Regions from separate parts of the Mus musculus genome. Here region 1 is linked to region 2. The links are chromatin contacts, called in public HiChIP or PLAC-seq maps. All regions are on one chromosome and are shown on one strand. Each heading gives the region's core, a stretch centred on a gene start, on an enhancer-like site or on the middle of the called end of the contact. The rest is flanking DNA. Distances are from core to core; before and after follow the strand shown. Region 1 overlaps Cblb (Casitas B-lineage lymphoma b). Region 2 has its middle 290 kb from the start of Gm32431.

Region 1 (2,796 bases), core at 250-2,749, 750 kb before region 2:
ATTACTGATGCTGTGGTGTGATTACAGATGGAAGCTAAGCATGGCAGCCCTTTGAGAGGCCCAACAAGTAGCTGACTTGAGCGAGAGGAAAATACTTGCACCCAATCGATGGTCTGAAGACTGGGACCCCTGTGGTTGAATTAGAGAAAGGCTGGAAGACTCCGAGGAGGAAGTTTACCCCATAGGAAGACCAGCAGTCTCAACTAATCAGTATCTCTCAGATACTGAGCCACCAACCAGGCAGCATACACTAGCTGGCCCAATGCCCCTGACACATATACAGCGGAGAACTGCCTGGTCTGGCCTCAGTAAGGGAAGACATGCCTAGCCCTTGAGAGATTTGGGGACCCAGGAAATGAGGAGACCTGGTGGGGTGTGGGGGAATGTGGGGGTGTGGGGACATCGTCTTGGAGATGGGCGAGGAGGAATGAGATGAGGAACTGTTGGAGGGTGGCAGAACGGGAGAGGAACAGAGACTAGACTATGAGGAAATATTAAATGTAATAGTAATAATAAATAATAAATATTCTCCCCACCTCAACACAGGCTTATGCTTCCTTGTCTAAAATCTTACCTTAGAAAAATGTCAGTTCTCTGTACATTCAGACTGGTGAACCATGCTTAGAAATTGTGATCTATGAACATGGAAGGCCACTCACCCTGGATCCCTTTATTCATTCAATAGATATTCGTTGAGAACTTGCTGGAGCCTGTTTCTACTCTACACCACTGCCACAGAGGGTGAAAGCTACCAGTCTCCCTGCTGACTGATCTACAGTCTAATAACTACTGGGAGAGCAAAACATACAACTCCGACTCACTGGGCTGCAGTTAGGGTGCTTCTGGACTACAGGAGGTCAAGGAGAGCCTGCTGCGCCCTGAAGCCTTTCTGACAGGGTTAGGAAGGCAGAAGAGAGGGAGAACATGACACATGAAAGCTGACAGTTCAGCAAAGAGAAAAAGCTTGCAGGAGTAGATGAGGCTGAGGATACAGCAGGTTTTGGAGCAGAAGTGACAGGCATGAAGGGACAAGGCTGGTAAAGCAGGAAGACCACACAACAGAAATAAAGTCATCTCTCCACCCAGGCCTGTCCATCTTCTCACCCAACAGTAGCTTGGAGCATCATCTGCAAATGTCACTGGGATTCCAGCAGTGAGGCGTGCATGGTCAGGGGCTAAGAAGGGACTTGCAGAAATTACTTCCATCCATTGTTTCACAACTAAGACCTTAATGACAAGGAACCCTTGGATCTTTATGCACACCTACCAACTTTGTTGAAGAAGCTTTCTAAAGTTTTAGATTGTAGATGGATTTTGAGGGGGAACACAAAGCAAACCTCCGTGTCTCTGCTAGAACTCATTCTACAGTTAACAGACCAAGAAAGCAAGCAGATGAAAACAGTAACACACAGAGAGAGGCACACAGAGCAGGTGTTCTGCCTTGAAGACGTTCAGCCCAAGGTGTTATCACCATCTTAAAGAGCCTGAGATAACACCACCACCACCCCATTCCCAATATACTTCTGAAAAGATGTGTCTTCATTTCAGATACCACAGTAATTCTCTCAGTTCCAGTTATGAGTCAACAGACAAACATCTAGTGTGGTGAAGAAATCCTTTTCTTCATGACTGAAAATAGAATACTCGGCTGAACACAATCAAGTGCAAACACACAAGAGCAGCCTATCACGTACCCTTGGAGAGGCTCCAGGCAGGGAATGTCTTCTAAGCTCTCAAGTACACACCCAGCCTAACTCTCTAAGTTATGGTCTAGATTGTTCTTTAAAAAACAGAATGTAGCTGAGTATTGTAGTGTTTCACTAAGAGTTTTGTGTCTCCTATATACAGTTCTTGTGTCACTCTATAGCACAAAACTCCAATTTCTAGACGGCTGTTGATTGTCTTGTATGGAAGTGTAGTGCTGGCATGCGCCTGCACTAGTGTGCAACCAGAAAGGACAGGAAGTGTGCTTGTTGCATCTAAATTTTCCTCACCAAGGTCGAGCTTCATCAGTGTTCTTCCAATAAGACAACTAATGCTTACCACAGAGAATGACATATGTCATCATTTAGAAACCATTGTACACCAAGGGAGAAAGAAGGGACGCTAAACACTGCAGTGTGGATATTGCTTCAATAAATGTCTGACAATACTGCTCAACACTGGGTGCCCAGGCCAGCAATATCCCCAGCAGTTCAGAGCTACAGACATGCAGAGTCTGAGGCCCCACCTCAAAGCTACTAAGTCAGGGCGCGGATTTAATACGATAAGTCTGACATCGGAAAAATCACTGGTTAGACAGGAAGTCAAAAGAATTTACAATTTTCACTTAAATCTTTCATTTTCTATCATTCTTCTTGTAAGACTGCATATAAAGTAGCCTCAGGTCTAAGACCCTGAAGATATGTGAGAGGTTTCATTTGGCCCTCCTTCACTCCACAGCTATCAGCCCCTTGGTGACACGGCCAGCAGGCTAGAAGCCCAATCACATCACCCGTGGGCGGTAACACGGTTGTTCTACAGTGTGTTAGTTTCAACTTGGGACTTCAAGGGCAAGGCTTACAGAACTTTCATTTGTCACCCCTCTTGCTCAATCGCCAGAGAGACTCACCACAGGACTTGAAGGCCTTGTCCTGGGACAGTCTGTACTTTTTACTTTTGTAAATACCAGCATCAGATGGCTGATCCCCAAATCACCACACCCCAGTTTAATCCTGTAAGTCTCTGCTGGGTGATACTTCAGAACCTTCTGATAAAATACCATTGTGGGATGTCAGAGAAAGGACTGGGAAATGT
Region 2 (3,109 bases), core at 357-2,856:
GGGATAGGCTTTGTTCAAAGGAGCAAAGACACACTAACATTGTAAAGCTTGCTCAGAACGTTGTTTACTTTTTATTAGTTGATTGCTGTTTACTAGTTTTTAAATTACAAGTTCCATTGATGGGAAAGCTGATTTATGTGACAAAAATATAGTCTTTTTCCCCTATCCATTAAACCTACCACAATATTCATTGCGACACTGTACATATAGAAGGTATCCTTAACTTTTGCTGAAATGGGCTGCTGATTTGCTGTGTGTACCCACTTTTTGTCACCAGCAGACTGACACAGGAATAAATGATAATCATAGGAAACTCCAAGTAGCATGTTTAATATTTCATATTCATCTCAATATAACAAAAGGTACAAGACTCACCAGCATTACCTGATGCTTCAAGACTCCTCCCTTTAGCTTCAAATTAGCTTTTCTCCAGGAAGGCATTTCCTTAGCTTAGTGTTTTTTGAGATGTTTGGACCCTATTTTTACAGTAAATTCTGCTACTTACAAAACTGAATAAGATAGCCTACAGTTAAAGTATATGCTGCTAAGTTAACAGTGTCCTGAACCAGAAACCCCACGTTTTGTGCTGTAATGCTAACTAATGAAGTGACAACAGTGGCACTATCACGTCTGTGATAAAAAGTTCGCTTCCCTAAAGTTCTCCAGTTCTATGAAGCTGTGGAGTCAGGAGGAAAAGATGAAGTCTGACATCAGCGTGACTGTAGCCGACTGTTGTCTGACCTGGAATAGCTGCAGCATTACTGCCATCTTCTTGAAGAGAACTACTTCAAAGTCGAATTTGATATCAAATGACACGATGTGTTCTCTGAAACCCCAGATTCCAAGCAGCCAAACATTCCTGAAGCAATGTGCCTTCCTGCAAAATTCAGCTAACCTGACCAGAAGACTGAAAAGCACCAGTTTGTCCACATGCACAGTGATTTTTGAAAGCAGGAAAGTTAAAAGAGAATCATAGGAAATACAGTCACATTTTTAACTTATGAGATAGTAAAGAGCATACATGTTTAACAAAATCATGCATATGCTTCTTGAACATAGACATATGTGAAGGAACTGGGATGTTAGATTTATATGCATACAGTTATATAGCCTACTTTAGTGAACATAGACATATGTGAAGGAACTGGGATGTTGGATTTATATGCATACAGTTATATAACCTACTTTAGTGAACATAGACATATGTGAAGGAACTGGGATGTTAGATTTATATGCATACAGTTATATAACCTACTTTAGTGCAATTCAAGCCCAGAGAAGAAGGAAGCAGAGTAACCTGAAAATGTTATCATTACTTATAAACCTGTCTTGTATTGTTTTCTCTTTGTGATTGCATGTGTATGTGTTTGTGCATGTACAAGAGCATTCATACGTGCTTATATGCATGTGTTTCTCTGTGCACATAATATAGAGACCGGAGGTTAGAATCAGGTGTTTTGCTCAATCTCCAGATAATTGCTTGAAATTTTCCTGAATGCATGTAATGCATTTTGATCAAATCTTCCCCCACCTCTTCCCTCCAGCTCCTTCCTGTACGCCCTTACCTCCCCCCACCTCTTCCCTCCAGCTCCTTCCTGTACACCCTCACCTCCCCCTACCTCTTCCCTCCAGCTCCTTCCTGTATGCACTCACCTCCCCCCACCTCTTCCCTCCAGCTCCTTCCTGTATGCCCTCACCTCCCCCCACCTCTTCCCTCCAGCTCCTTCCTGTATGCCCTCACCTCCCCCCACCTCTTCCCTCCAGCTCCTTCCTGTATGCCCTCACCTCCCCCCAACTCTTCCCTCCAGCTCCTTCCTGTATGCCCTCACCTCCCCCCCACCTCTTCCCTCCAGCTCCTTCCTGTATGCCCTCACCTCCCCCCCCCCACATTTCCCTTCCAATTCCTTGTACTGTTTTGTAATGAGTTCATTTGTAGCCATCTATATGTGAATGGGTGGAGAACCATACTGGAATTTGGGTAGCCTTTCAAGGACTGCATATCTGAATAAAACTCCCTCTTCTTTCCCAGCAGCCATAAGTGGCCAATAGCTCCCTGGCTAATGGTAGAACTGAGGAGGGCCTCCTCCATCAATGCTGGCAAGTTGGTTTTATCTTGAATAGGTCTTGCAGCCCAGTGCCTTGAAATGTAGCTGGAAATCCAAACACTATTATTGTGTGCATCACATGAGCATGTAATCCAGCTAAGGGTCTGAGGGTGTTCACACACACACACACACACACACACACACACACACACACCTATATAACACAGCCAGAGCCAGTTGTCTCCTCGGCAGAGTAAAATAATTTGATATTTCTCAAATTTATGTATGTATAAACATCAAGTTGGGAGTTTACGTATTTATTCTTACAAGCCACCACTAGAAATTAGGATTTAGGAAACCTGTGTTAATTGAAAGGATCTTCATATTTTAATCGTTTTCTGGCTAGCTTGTCATAGAAACCCAGATGCTCTCTTTTAAGAAATGCCACATGACTTATTATTTGGTTGAGAGAGGGGACAGTATGAATCGTTTGTATTGTTAGGCTGCCCTCTTTCAGCTCAATATCATCCACTTTTTGGTGGACCTCTAATTAATTCCTGGCATCATCCACAACTTCTATTTCTACATAGTCACCATCACATGCAAATGTACTAGGAGAAGAAAAAAAAAACGTATAGTACAACCAAATTTGCCTCTTTGTCTCATCCCTTCATCTACGAGACACCCTTCATAAGGCTCTGGAATTCTAAGAGAGTTCACCAAAAACTAACAACTTAAGATTGACAGATTTCAAGCTGTAATACTGAGCAATAGTAATAAAAACCATATGCTATTGGCATAAAAACAGACAAGTTGGTCAATGGAATTGAATCCAGGACCCAGAAGTAAACCCATACATATGGACAATTGATTTTTTTTTTAAAAGAAGCCCAAATTATGCAGTGGTAAAAAGAAAACATCTTCTTCTACAAATGGTTCTGGCTTAATAGGATGTCTGCATGCAGAAGAATGCAAATAGATCCACATCTATCACCCTGCACCAAACTCATGTCCACGTGTTTCAAAGACCTCAACATAAAACAAGATACACTAAATCTGATAAG

What was found. HiChIP or PLAC-seq counts read pairs in DNA pulled down with a chosen protein or histone mark.
Region 1: a contact with region 2 is called in an H3K27ac HiChIP or PLAC-seq map of T-cell acute lymphoblastic leukemia, with 7 times the contacts expected there. The contact joins two enhancer-like sites. A contact is called at or near these places in 5 of 39 promoter capture datasets (cranial neural crest, frontonasal cranial neural crest, maxillary cranial neural crest and 2 more) and 2 of 115 datasets of contacts at active chromatin or transcription factors (T-cell acute lymphoblastic leukemia and large pre-B cells).

What each region holds. Positions count from the first base shown.
Region 1 is chr16:52,094,669-52,097,464 of GRCm38.p6, reverse strand. All of the region lies in intron 3 of Cblb (Casitas B-lineage lymphoma b), which reads right to left. Among named protein-coding and RNA genes, the nearest start is that of Gm23513, 9.1 kb to the left of the region's middle. Within about 2 kb of position 1,499, at least 105 of the 459 cell types and tissues checked have an H3K27ac peak or open chromatin away from gene starts, as enhancers often do. A contact at or near this core is called in T-cell acute lymphoblastic leukemia, where this site is marked.
Region 2 is chr16:51,342,803-51,345,911 of GRCm38.p6, reverse strand. No RefSeq gene overlaps it. Among named protein-coding and RNA genes, the nearest start is that of Gm32431, 290 kb to the right of the region's middle. Within about 2 kb of position 1,606, at least 4 of the 459 cell types and tissues checked have an H3K27ac peak or open chromatin away from gene starts, as enhancers often do. A contact at or near this core is called in T-cell acute lymphoblastic leukemia, where this site is marked.